Regions from separate parts of the Mus musculus genome. Here region 1 is linked to region 2. A link is a contact called in public HiChIP or PLAC-seq data. All regions are on one chromosome and are shown on one strand. Each heading gives the region's core, a stretch centred on a gene start, on an enhancer-like site or on the middle of the called end of the contact. The rest is flanking DNA. Distances are from core to core; before and after follow the strand shown.

Region 1 (6,133 bases), core at 2,493-4,992, 100 kb before region 2:
TTCTCCTTTACCTTCTTAAAGACACATGTTGACACGTGGTCCTCATCTCAGGGCGGTCAGGGCTCGGGTGCTGGGAGAATTGGGCGAGCATATGGCCACTTCCCTCGCCAGTGCGTCCCGGAGCAGTCGCTGGAACTGGAGGGCCAGGAGGAGGAGCCTTTTCTGAGGCTGTAAGCTCCCTTCTCTTTCTCTCGGCGGTGCTGCGCTGAGCTCCCGGCTGCAGGCGGCGGCCAGGCAGACCTTGGTGTAGCCGCAGCCTCCCGGTGGGGTGCCCGCCAGGAACACCGGGACCATGGGCCAGCTTTGCTGCTTCCCTTTCGCCAGAGACGAGGGCAAAATCTGTAAGTAAGGCGCGGAAACCATGGTGTGCCTCTACTGTGGAGGTTGCCTTAGGGTTAGCTTTGGGCTTTCCCCTTGGGAATCAGAAGGAAGAAACAGAGCTGTGATTCTCAACTGTGCATCTAATGCAGGTGTGAAAGTCGGTGATAGGTTGACACCAGAAACTCGTTTCTGATTGTCCTCTGCTGATAATCTATGGCACTATCTATCTAGCTCAGAGTTTAGTTTTGAGTTTCTTTAAATAATTGCATTCGGTTCATCCGTTGTACAAGCCAGAGCCCCTTCCTCGGAGCTGAAACTGGCAAGCTTTGGGAGCAACACCCAGTCATTGCATGCAGGGGTGCTGTTGGTTCCGAAATGAGGCTGACTAGATGTTTGCAGATACTTTCACGTGTCCTGTGGCCTCCGCTTTGTTCTTGCAGGAGGGTTCAGGTATATCCATAAAGCCACACCAAACGAGTGGTGCTTCTTTGCCTCTCAGCAAAAGCTGGGTGAAAAACACTCCAAATATTGTGTATTATTTTTGAGCAAATATTGGGCAGATTCTGCACCTGTTTCTGGACCATAAAGAGTTCGAGTGGGGGTGTGTGCATCTAAAGACTGCCCTCGGGAGCTTGCATGCATTGACTTAACGTTGTAGCTCCTGTGTAGGCTGCTGTCTTCAGAATTAGTGTGAACGAGCTGTCTTAGTTAGGCTCCTTACTCTGAAACAGGGAATTTTTTTTTTTGCTTCCCTTCAGATGAAATCTTTCCAGTCATACCTCTGAATTTGCAGTCATATATCTGTCATACCAGGGTGTGATTCTCACTTAAGTGGGTTCACAGAATTTCCTATCTAGCTCAGATACTCCAAGAGCCCCATCTGGGTTTTGTTTCCTGATGTTCCCCAGGAACTGAGCAGAGCAGATATAAGAAGTCAGCGGTTATTCTATGCCCGTTACTCCCCTGGGAGTCCAGTCAGTGTTCCTAAGAAATCTTCAGGTAGGGCTTTGGAATAAACATCGACAGACTTTGGAACATTGAGCTCATAACAAGAGTCAATAGATGTCTGTAGATCTTCCTTATGAAAGTGACACTGTGCATCATGACAGACCTGCTCTTACAACCGGAGACACACCGCCCACTTTCTAAGATCAAGCATAATCGTTCACCGGGCAGCGGGGTGCTTCCTGGATGTGTCGGAATGACTTATCTGTAGTTCTGGAGATCTGGGCGCATGGCTTCACTTTCTGGAGGGCACCCCTATCTGAAAAGCCTTGGTGTAGACAGATGCGAGGACAGGACTTCCGGCCTTAGCCCTGCCTCTGCCCCTGTTTCTCTGTGTGGGTTTTCCTTGCCTGGGTTTGCTTTTGCCCTTGACTGTGAACTGCCTTCCTGGCTCTGCAGAAGTCGAGTTCCCGGGTAGTGAGTGCAGCGAGGTGCTTGGGTTCTGTCTTTGTCGTCTGGGACTGCTGCAGAGGGAACTCTTGCATTTCTAGACACAGTGCTTCTAATTTTGGTTTATGGGGAGTTCTCTGTAATGCTCTTTGGGTTCTCTCTTTCTGAAAATTGAACTTTCCCAAAGGTAAAGGAGAATGGCATGGTGTGTCTGAAGGAATCACCCAATCCAGGAATACAGCGCCCATGCATTCACACCCTGCTCCCTCTCCACACGAACTCCAGCCGGCCCCTGGCTTACACATTCCTTCCACGCCATTCTTTCTCCTACCTCTGGTTTTGTTATGACTTCATCCCCGCCCCCATTTACGTACCCCATGCACACATACATTCCTGTCGAAGTCCAAGCTGCTGATAGTGCTTGCCTAATAAAACTTATCCAGTTAGGGGTGGGTGTCAAAAAGGGGGCGGAGATTTCATTACCTGGTATGTCTCAAGAAGAGCATAAGTCAGCACTGACCGGACATATCCAGTCTTTAAGTTGCATTGGGAATGTGTTTTTAAAAGCCACAAAAGACATGTGAGAGGTACAGAATCATTTTGCTCCAGTCATTGGATTATACAGTAACACCCAACGATGCAGATGTGGTTTCTTGTAGGGTTCCCAGATACTTAGTAGCCTTGTTAGCCTGCTTCAAGTCTCCTGCTCTTTGTATATCTGCCAGGGGCAGAGCACAAGAGTGCTCATGTCCATGACCCAGCCTCCTAATTCTGTCACAAAGGGTCATGGCTCTCCTCTGCTCTTCCAGAGGGTGGCTCAAATCAGAGAGAATCCAGTGGGATGTTAGTGAATAGTTATATTTGTGGGTATCATTCTCAAAACACAGGTGAGTTGGAAAATCCATCTTCTGCAGACCTACAGAGACTCAGCCAGGATAGATCCAGCGGGCCAAGGGGTAAGAGTCAAGTGGGACCTCCGCTCCTGCTGGTTTATCCTGCTTTGGCCCTTTGGTGGTGGTGGTGGTGGGTGGCAGGGACTCTGATTTAATTGATTCATTAGTGCTACCATGTTAATCTGTTAATAGCAAACAGAACAATTCTCTTATCAACCAATTCTAAAGGGCCCAAGTTCATGCTGAAAATGAACTTTGCATACCTGGAAGGTAGTGGAGCTCACTGTGGCTTGGGCATCAGTTAACAAATGGAAGCAGCAAAACTGTTTTTACTTGAATCCCAGTGCTTGAACACCCCCTCCCCCAAGTTTGATATTTTTAAATTTTGGACTAAAGTAAGTAGAATACTGAGAATTAGTTGATGATCTGTAGAAAATGAGATTTTTATATCCTGTGTAGAATATTCCTGACACTAAGGTTATAGCAGATGTCCTAGCGATACCAAGTGCTGTAGCTGTTCATCAATATAGCTCTTTCTGAATCCTTTCTAGACCTTTTCCCCTTTGGATTTCCTGGTTTTTAGTACTCTGGAAGGAATGTCCATGAATAAAAGCATCAAGGCAAAAGGTGCACTGAGCAACATTTAATACGTTACTAAGAGAGCCTCAGTGGAGATCTGGGAGGTAGACACTTCTATAACTAATCCCTCAGCATTCCTGTTGTTGTTTTCCCAGCAAACACTTTCTTGTTCTGAAGCACTCTGTGTAAAAAGGACAGGTGAGTGGTCACAGAAGGTATGAGCTGCCTCCTGAGGCAGGTCCCCTTTCACCGCAAGTGTGCATGCATAGGATGGCAGCCTTGTTAGGGACGTTACAGGGGCACTGGGCATCAAAGCCATGTGTTGACAGTTCAGCTATTAGCATTCTATGATGCTGCTCGTCAGTTCTCTACACATGCGGGCTTCGTGGTTGTATTTCGTGTGTGTGCTCTGTCTCTTCACATGGCTGTCCAGTACCTAAAGTTAAGAACATGTTGTGTATCCCTGTAATTGCAGCAGGCCCTGCACATGGTGTCCCCTGACTGTAGACATGTTGTGAGTTCTTGTCAGTGAAGAGGAGGCTACTGATTTCCTGTTAGGCTATGCACATGGCAGCATTTGCTATGACTAAGGTTAAGAACTACTGTGGATAGGGGTGTGGCTTAATGTTTAAGAGCACATGCTGTTCTTTGTTTTTATTGAAAATAGATCTTTTTTCATACCCTATGTTTCCCCTCCCCCAGCTCCTTTCGCTTCCTCTTCACTTTCCCTCCCATCTGGATCCATACCCTTCCTGTCTCTCATTCAAAAACAAACCGCATCTAAGGAATAATAACAAAATAAAACAAAACAAAAACAAACATCTTGGAATAGGACAAAGCAAACAGAAGAAAAGGCATAAGGAACACAGACAGATGCACAGACACACTCATTCACACACACACACACACACATAGCAGTCCTATAAAAGGACAAAAATGGGAGCCATATTTATACAAGAGGACCAGTAAGGCTAAGGGGAATGCCCAGATACAAACAAACAAATGGGAGCCTTCTGGAGGCAAGGGGCTGCAGATGCCATGGAGTTCATTTTGTGACGGCCATCTACCTCTGTGTCTGGGACCTACCCTTAAGTGTGATTTGTTTTCCCAGTGAGAGTCTCTTGGAGAAAACTAATTTTTAACTTGTAAGTGGTTATCGGTTGGAGATAGCTTTCGGGGGCAGTATGAGAGCATGTGTCCGTGTCTCCTCTCAGCTTAGAAGTGCTGCAGTCTCTGTGAGATCATGTATAGGTACATACTGTTCTTACTGAAGACCCCAGTTTGGTTCCCTGTCTCAACACTGGGTAGCTTCTAACTGCCTGTAACTTTAGTTCCTGGAAATTCTAATAACTCTAGCCTCTGAAGGCACTGAACTCATGTGTACATACCCAGCCGTCTTACATACAGGTAAAAATAAATCTATACATAACAACAATAAAGACCAATACCCTTAAACTCCGAATACACACAAATAATAAAATAATATTTCTTTAACCAACCAACCAACCAACCAACCAACCAATCAAAAACTCCTATGGGGCTGGAGAGATGGCATAGCAACTAAAAGCACTTGCTTTTTTAGAGGATCAGAGTTTAAATCCTAGGTCCTAAGCTTCAGTGACTCCAGTGCCCTCTTATGGCCTTTATGGGCACAAACACATGTGGCATTCATGCACACAGACACAAAAATATAAAAATCTTTCTAAAAAGCATTATGATTTCCCCCCATTTGCCTCTTAGTGCCAAAAGGCTAGGGGCTACAAGAATCAATCGAAGATTGCTTTTAAAAATCTTTCTTCCAAGCTGGGCATGGTGGCATACACCTTTAATCCTAGCATTTTGGAGGCAGAGACAGGCTAATCTCTGAGTTCAAGGCCAGCCTGGTCTACAGAGTGAGTTCCAGGACAGCCAGGGCTACACAGAGAAATCCTGACTTGAAAAACAAAATCAAACAAATGCAAACAAACACAATTTCTCTTCCTTCTCTGCTGCCTTCTCTTTCCCATCCCTACCTCCACTTTGGTTTAACTTTTTGGATGCCTGCCATCTGCCAGGTACTGTGCCAGGGTTATGTTCAAAGTGTTCATGAAGATCAATTATTAAATATATGCTCCTAGCTGCCCTGTTTCTGAGGGAAAGTTATTGACAGCCAGAGAAGTGGGGACTATCTCAGTTATTGTCCTCTGGAGTACTGGGGCTGAAGCTGGCCGAAAGCCTGGGTCCCAGACTGCTCAATCTCTATTACCCCTTCTGAGCAGAGAAAGCAGCACACTGTGCAATCAGGACTGTACTGGACATAAGATCTCTTTGGGCAATGTAGTGGTGTCCTCAGTCATGTTATACAATGTAAACCATTTAGCCATAGTCAATACTGATTAGATTTTCCCACTGCTAAGTGATGTACACCCCAGAGGTTTGTTTCTAAAATGGAAACATTAGAGCAAATGCTAACGGTTACTGTTCATGTTTCACCTCCCTGACTCTGTTAGTTCACAGGCTGTGGTGACCATTGTGTTTCCTTTCAGTGTCGTTCTTAGGACCTCTGAACATTGAACATCGAGGGAAATGCTGGGTAATTTTTTGTGGGAGTACCTTGGTTGTAGGAATATATCCAGTCCTTATGGCAGCCATCAGCTGCTGTGACCACACACTATATCCTCTTTTCTGGGCATATGACAAAACAGAGTTGGCTTTCTGATGCTATACAGGAATTTTAATCCAAGGAATTACATCCAAAGGCCTTCTAAGCCTAAATGATCTGGCCAGAATGCAGATTCTGGGATTGCAGCATGATCTGGCTGGAATACCATCATGCCCTTAGTATGCACCTTTAATCCCTAACAATGAAGTTAAGGTTAGTTTGTAGAAGGAAGCAGCCATGTTTGAAAATGACATCTAATTGAGGGGCAGACAAAGTGATGAATCAGAGAAAGATCTGACAGAAT
Region 2 (6,474 bases), core at 3,823-6,322:
CCGAGGGTGGTTCTTCACTCCATGTGCTCTGCCTTCCCCGTGACGTCAACTCGGCCGATGGGCTGCAGCCAATCAGGGAGTGACACGTCCTAGGCGAAGGAGAATTCTCTTTAATAGGGACGGGGTTTCGTTTTCTCTCTCTCTTGCTTCTTGCACTCTGGCTCCTGAAGATGTAAGCAATAAAGCTTTGCCGCAGAAGATTCTGGTCTGTGGTGTTCTTCCTGGCCGGGCGTGAGAACGCGTCTAATAACAGGACATCTTCTGGATATATGCCCAGGAGAGGTATTCCGGGATCCTCCGGTAGTACTATGTCCAATTTTCTGAGGAACCGCCAGACTGATTTCCAGAGTGGTTGTACAAGCTAGCAATCCCACCAACAATGGAGGAGTGTTCCTCTTTCTCCACATCCCCGCCAGCATCTGCTGTCACCTGAATTTTTTATCTTAGCCATTCTGACTGGAGTGAAGTGGAATCTCAGGGTTGTTTTGATTTGCATTTCCCTGATGATTAAGGATGTTGAACATTTTTTCAGGTGCTTCTCTGCCATTCGGTATTCCTCATGTGAGAATTCTTTGTTTGGAGCTGCTCCTTTTTAATGAAGGTATTGATGATTATAGACTTATTTCTGATTCCTACCTTCATTATTATATCCAATACATTTTGCATGTTGTATTTTTGTCTGAAAGTATTTCCTTGGGCTAGAGAGATGACTCTTTGGGTAAAATACTCACTATGTAATCAATTAGGACCCGAGTTCAGATCACAGCACCTACATAAAATGCCTGGCATGGTTGTGTGTACCTGTAACCACAGTACTTGGGGAGACAGAGGCAGGGGGATCACTGGGACCTGCTGCCTACCAGCCTAAGCGCCAAGTTCAGTGAGAGAATCTCTCTCAAGGGAATTAGGTAGAGAGTGATATAGTAATGCCTCCCATAGCCTCTTCTGCCCCACAGCTGTGCAGAGTTAAAGAATAAGAAATATACACATGCACACGTACACATATAATACACACACACACACACACACACACACACATTTTAAAAAAGATACACACACACATATATTTTTCTCTATTTACATTTCAAATGTTATCCCCTTTCCTGGTTTCCCCTCCGAAAACCCTCTATCCCCTCTCTTCTCCCTTGCTCAACAACCTACTCACTCCCATTTCCTGACCCTGGCATTCCCCTACACTGGTGCATAGAGCCTTCACAGGACCAAGGAAGGGCCTCTCCTCCCATTGATGACCAACAAGGCCATCCTTTGCTACATATGCAGCAGGAGCCACGAGTCCCTCCTTGTGTAATCTTTTGTTGGTGTTTTAGTCCTTGGGAGCTCAGGGGGTACTGATCGGTTTATATTGTTGCTCATCCTATGGGGCTGCAAACCTCTTCAGCTCCTTGGGTCCTTTCTCTAGCTTCTCCACTGGGGACCCTGTGCTCAGTCCAATGGTTGGCTGAGAGCATCCACCTCTATTTGTCAGGCACTGACAGAGCCTCTCAGGAGACAGCTATATCAGGCTTCTGTCAGCAAGTACTTATTGGCATACACAATAGTGTCTGGGTTTGGTGATTGTATATGGGATGGATCCACAGGTGTGGGTGGCCTTTCCTTCAGTCTCTGTTCCACACTTTGTCTCTGTAACTCCTTCCATGGGTATTTTGTGCCCACTTCTAAGAAAGACAGAAGTATCCACACTTTGGTCTTCCTTCTTTTTGAACTTCATATGGTCTGTGAATTGTATCTTGGATATTTTGAGATTCTGGGCTAATATCCATTTGTCAATGAGTGCTTACCACTATTTTAAAGAATATCTTGTTTCTTTTCAACCCACTTCTTAAGTTCTCCCCATACTGATTTAAAGTTTTATTTAATTGTAGTTGGAAACTATAACTGGCATGATTTTATTCTTGGTAAGCTTGAAAGGCGTGTTTTGTGATGGAGAGGTAACCTATCTTTGAGCATGCATGAAAAGGGCGTATTCTGTTGCTGATGGTGGAATACTCTTCATGTCTGGAATGTCTGTATAATCTATGGTGACACACAAATCCACCATTTCCTTTATAATTTCTGTCTTGATGTATTTAGGTGCTCTAATGTGTGATGTATATATAATTATTTTATCTCCTATTGAATTAACCCCTGTATCATTACATAATGATTCTATTTATTGAAAAAGTTTTTGGCTTAAAATAAACCATTTTCTCATATTAACATAACTTCCTCTGCACTCTTTTGGCTGCTACATATCAGAAATATCTTTTTTTTTTTTAATCTACTTTGGTTGGCTCAGGCAATTATAGTAAATTGCCTTAAACTATGTAACTTATAAATAACACAACTTATGCTTTAGTCCACAAAACTAGAAATTTAACGTTGGGATTCTGATAGAGAACTTCTTGGTTACAGATTTTCAGTTTCTGGAAACAGTCACAGGGCAGAAGGAAAGAAAGCAATCTTGGGACTCTTATAAAGGTTGGAATCCAAGTGATGAAGACACGATTCTCAGGAACACATCTAAGCTACATTGCACCCTGATGATCTTACCTCCTACTTATATGACATTAGTGGGTAGGATTTCAACACGTGAATTGATGGGGAGAGGAACACACATGTTCTGCCCCTAGCACCTTTCTTCACTTATAACCTATGTGTGATTTTAATTCTGGAATGAACCAACTGTTGATGGCACATAATTGGATCTTGTCTTGAAAGTCCATATAGCTATTTTGTCTGTGATTGGAAAACTTAATCCATTTCCCTTTAATTATTGATAAGCAAGATCTTATGAGTGCTATTTAAATTGTTTTACGCCTGTCTTTTGTCTTTTGCTCTGTCTCTCTGCCTTTGCACTTTGTTGACTTTTTTGTGGTGATAAGCTTTCATTTCCTCCCTCTCTTATCTCCATCTTTTATGGGCAATTTTCTTCGTGGCTACCATGAGGCATATAGAAAACACATAGTAACCACAGCAGCATCAATTGTAGCTGACAACTTAATTGCATACAACATGGTACACGTTTATTTCCCTGCCATCTTTTATGTTCTTGATTCACACCTTTCATAGGCTTACACTGTTCATCTATTAAAGGCATTTATACTTGTATTTAGGCTGTTTTACTTTCTGCAAGAATAAAGAGTGATTGGTATATGGTAGTCCACATTGTTATAATCTCCATCTATGCACAATATTTTGGCGAATTTTACACTTTTATATTCTCATGTGAATATGAAATGTTTGGTATTCTTTCATTTCTGCTCAGATACTTCAACCTAGGATGCCATATAAGACAGGCCCTTCAGCTTCTGTCTGTCTGAAGAAGTCATTATCTCTCCATTATATCTGAAGGGCAGTTTTGCTCAATATAGAATTCTCTTTGATGGCATGTTTTCTCTCCCCACTAGCCCCTGCTTTAAGTACTTTGACTGTATCCTCTCGATTATTCATGGCCTGCCAAGCTTCCAGTGAGCATTATTAAAAGTCCTTAGATGATTCCCGTCCTTTTAACTTTTTTTTTCAGTGTCCAAAATTCTGTCTTTGTCTTTTGGCACTTCATTGTTTATTTTGAGAATTCCTTAGAATTCTCTGGATGCCAGTTTTCCTCCCTAGACTTAGGAAACTTTGAGTCGTTGTTTCTTTATATAGTTTTTCCCCCCTCTTTACTTTCCCTGTTTTGCTTGGTGATGTTCTAAAAGTTCCTCGGGTCTTTCTACACTATTTCTCCTCAGAGCAACTCCTGTTAACATCTCTTTGAATTACTAATTCTTTTGTTAAATTGTGTGTGTGTGTGTGTGTGTGTGTTTGTGTGTGTGTGTGTGTATGTGTGTGTGTGTGTGTTTGTGTGTGTGTGTGTTTGTGTGTGTGTTTTTGTGTGTGTGTGTGTGTATGTGTGTGTGTGTGTGTTTGTGTGTGTGTTTTGTGTGTGTGTGTGTATGTGTGTGTGTGTGAATGCCATGTCTGTGCAGGTGCCTGCAGAGGCTAGAAAAGCCCGTGGAGCTAGAGTTACAGATGGTCCTGAATAGCAGCCGTGGAAGCTCAGAACCAGACTCTTGTCTTCTGGAAGAACAGCAAGTGTTCTAACTTGTGGGTCATCCCTCCAGCTCCAGAATTGTTGATTCTTTCTTCTTGGTAAAGCCTGCTATTGAATCCCTTTCATGAAAATTTCAGGTAGGTTTTTTTTTTAACCTTTTTACTTAACTTAAGGTTCTATCATAACCTTAAGCTCTGAGATTTCTGAGTTAGTCATATTATCCAAGCTCCAAAATGTCTGTTTGGTTCTTTGTAATCATTTTTGTCCCTTTCTTACATCTTAAGTTTTGCCTCATTTTCTTTCTTTTTTTTTTTTAATATCTCTATTCTTTTGTGGCTCGCTGAGTTTCCTTAAGATAATTATTTTAAGTTATTTACCAGGCAAATGACAGAGCTTGGTATGTGTGTGTGGGGCGGGGGTTGGATTTGAGACTTTGTGCCATGTCTCCTTGCTTCTTTGCTTTACATCACTTTCAGCTCTTTATGGCCTGGAATCGGCAGAGAGACTCGCCAGCATGCTGGTGGAGATTCTAGAAGGCTGGCAGGCCAGCATGAATGTGTCTTCTCCGCACTTGTAAAGACATCTGTCTAGAAGATTAGCGGTTGCATGAACCTGTAATTTGATTCGATTTTTGGTGTTTGCCTTGTGTGCTATGAACTAGGGTGTTGAAGGAGCACCCCCCCACCCCACCCCCCTTTTCCTGCGGAGAAAACCAAAGGAGTTACATGAGTACTTCCAACATCACAGAGCTGTACCGGGCTTGGCAAGCCTCCCATTTTTTTGTTTCATTCTTAACAGCCCCTCAGGTGTCAAAATTGTTCTATCTGCTCCATGTCAAACAAGATTGGGACTGGCTCCTCCTACAGTGCACTGAAAGACCAGGGGCATTGAATATGCGGTCTCCTCTCCTCTCTGCTTTTGAGTGAGAAGCTGTAGACTTGGGCAGAAACCCTTGCAGCTTGGGGAAGGGGACGGCATCAGTGAAGTGAGACTTCTCCTGTCCCTGATCTCAGTGAAGCTGTCCTCCACTTTGTCTTTTCGTCGAGTATGCTTTACCTCCAGCAGCAGGTTCTGCTCCTGACACAAAGGTGGTCGTGACCACACTGGTGTTACATCAGTGTTCCTGTGTGGACTGAGGATTAAGACTTCATGTTCTTCATCTTGGTGACTAATATCTTGGCTTATTCCAGAGGGTCGGTGATTACATGAATCCCTAAGGAATTTCAAAGTACTTGTGGCAATTATTGTCAGTGACAAGATGTCCTATTGAAGATCACACTTTATCCATTCCTTAATTTTATCACTTAAGAAAAGACACATAAAAGCACGTATTTCCCTCCATTGCTTTGTTTCTAAAGATGACTTTGACTTTGGTACATTGAGAACACACAGTGGCTCCTAAGCCAGAAATGTTTTAGAATATAATGTGAAATTAGGCTGAAATAATCACTGTCTGTTCCTAATCGTGGAATTAGAAAGGACTCAGGGCCATTTAATAACAGCAGGGGAAACTGCCACTGGATTCAGGCTGCTGAGACAGGCACCTGCAGAGAGTAGATGGATTTCACCAAGCTTTCAAGAAAGTACAGGAAAAATAATTTGCCATCCTTTGTCTTCTGACAAGATGAGAGAAACCAGTGAAAAGAAGTGAGAATAGAGAGAGAGGGAGGGGGAGGAGAAGGAGGAGGGGAAGGGGGAGGGGAAGGGGAGGGGGAGGGGAGAGATTTAGAAGGTGAGGCAGTAAGGTTGATGACCATGCCCATCAGAACAGTTGGAAAGAAGTAAGACTTGTAGATACAGTAGGCTAGGCACGGTGGTGCAGGCCAGCAGAGTAGGAACTCAGGAAATTGAGGCAGTATGATTAGAGGTTCCAGGCCAACCTGGGTCACAGAGTAAGTCTGTGCCCCAAACCCCCAAAAAAAGAAAGAAAAGAAAAATGAAGCCGAACCAAGTCTCCAGGCCTTGATAGTTATTGAACTGTTTAATTGATAGTAGTCAGATGTTCAACAGTGGGGAAACCCTTTGGTTTCCATAGAATAGACATATTATTCTCTAGTTACCTTCCTAAATACTACTAAACATCTTAGGAGTTATGTGTAAGTCAAATGTATGGGACTTGGAAAGTTGGGAAGAGAGAGAAATGTTGCACGAGGTCCCCTGGCACCAGGAAGCTGACCCGAGACGAGGAGCTAGAAACAACAGAGCCCACACACACAATTTCTCAAGAAAACCTGTTCCTTCTAGTCAAACAATCTAGCAAGGAGCGGCCCAGCTCTGTTAGGCTTTTTCTTTTTTAATTAAATGTGTTAATGGACAGAATACTTGCACATTTTTATGAGATGCAATGTATTTCGACTTTTTTGGGGTCATTTTAAGTACAGTTTTATTAGTCTAGGCCAGCCTCAAACTCTCCATGTGCTGAAGATGTCCTCGAAGGATTG

What was found. HiChIP or PLAC-seq counts read pairs in DNA pulled down with a chosen protein or histone mark.
Region 1: a contact with region 2 is called in an H3K4me3 HiChIP or PLAC-seq map of the SCID.adh cell line, with 10 read pairs. The contact joins two enhancer-like sites. A contact is called at or near these places in 4 of 115 datasets of contacts at active chromatin or transcription factors (the SCID.adh cell line, craniofacial prominence, embryonic stem cells and 1 more) and 4 of 9 other capture datasets (adipose tissue, embryonic stem cells, liver and 1 more).

What each region holds. Positions count from the first base shown.
Region 1 is chr10:25,194,205-25,200,337 of GRCm38.p6, reverse strand. The region is part of intron 7 of Akap7 (A kinase (PRKA) anchor protein 7); the gene reads left to right. Among named protein-coding and RNA genes, the nearest start is that of Gm36313, 43 kb to the right of the region's middle. Within about 2 kb of position 3,742, at least 3 of the 459 cell types and tissues checked have an H3K27ac peak or open chromatin away from gene starts, as enhancers often do. A contact at or near this core is called in the SCID.adh cell line, where this site is marked.
Region 2 is chr10:25,095,344-25,101,817 of GRCm38.p6, reverse strand. The region is part of intron 1 of Gm51762 (a long non-coding RNA gene); the gene reads right to left. Among named protein-coding and RNA genes, the nearest start is that of Gm51762, 11 kb to the right of the region's middle. Within about 2 kb of position 5,072, at least 1 of the 459 cell types and tissues checked has an H3K27ac peak or open chromatin away from gene starts, as enhancers often do. A contact at or near this core is called in the SCID.adh cell line, where this site is marked.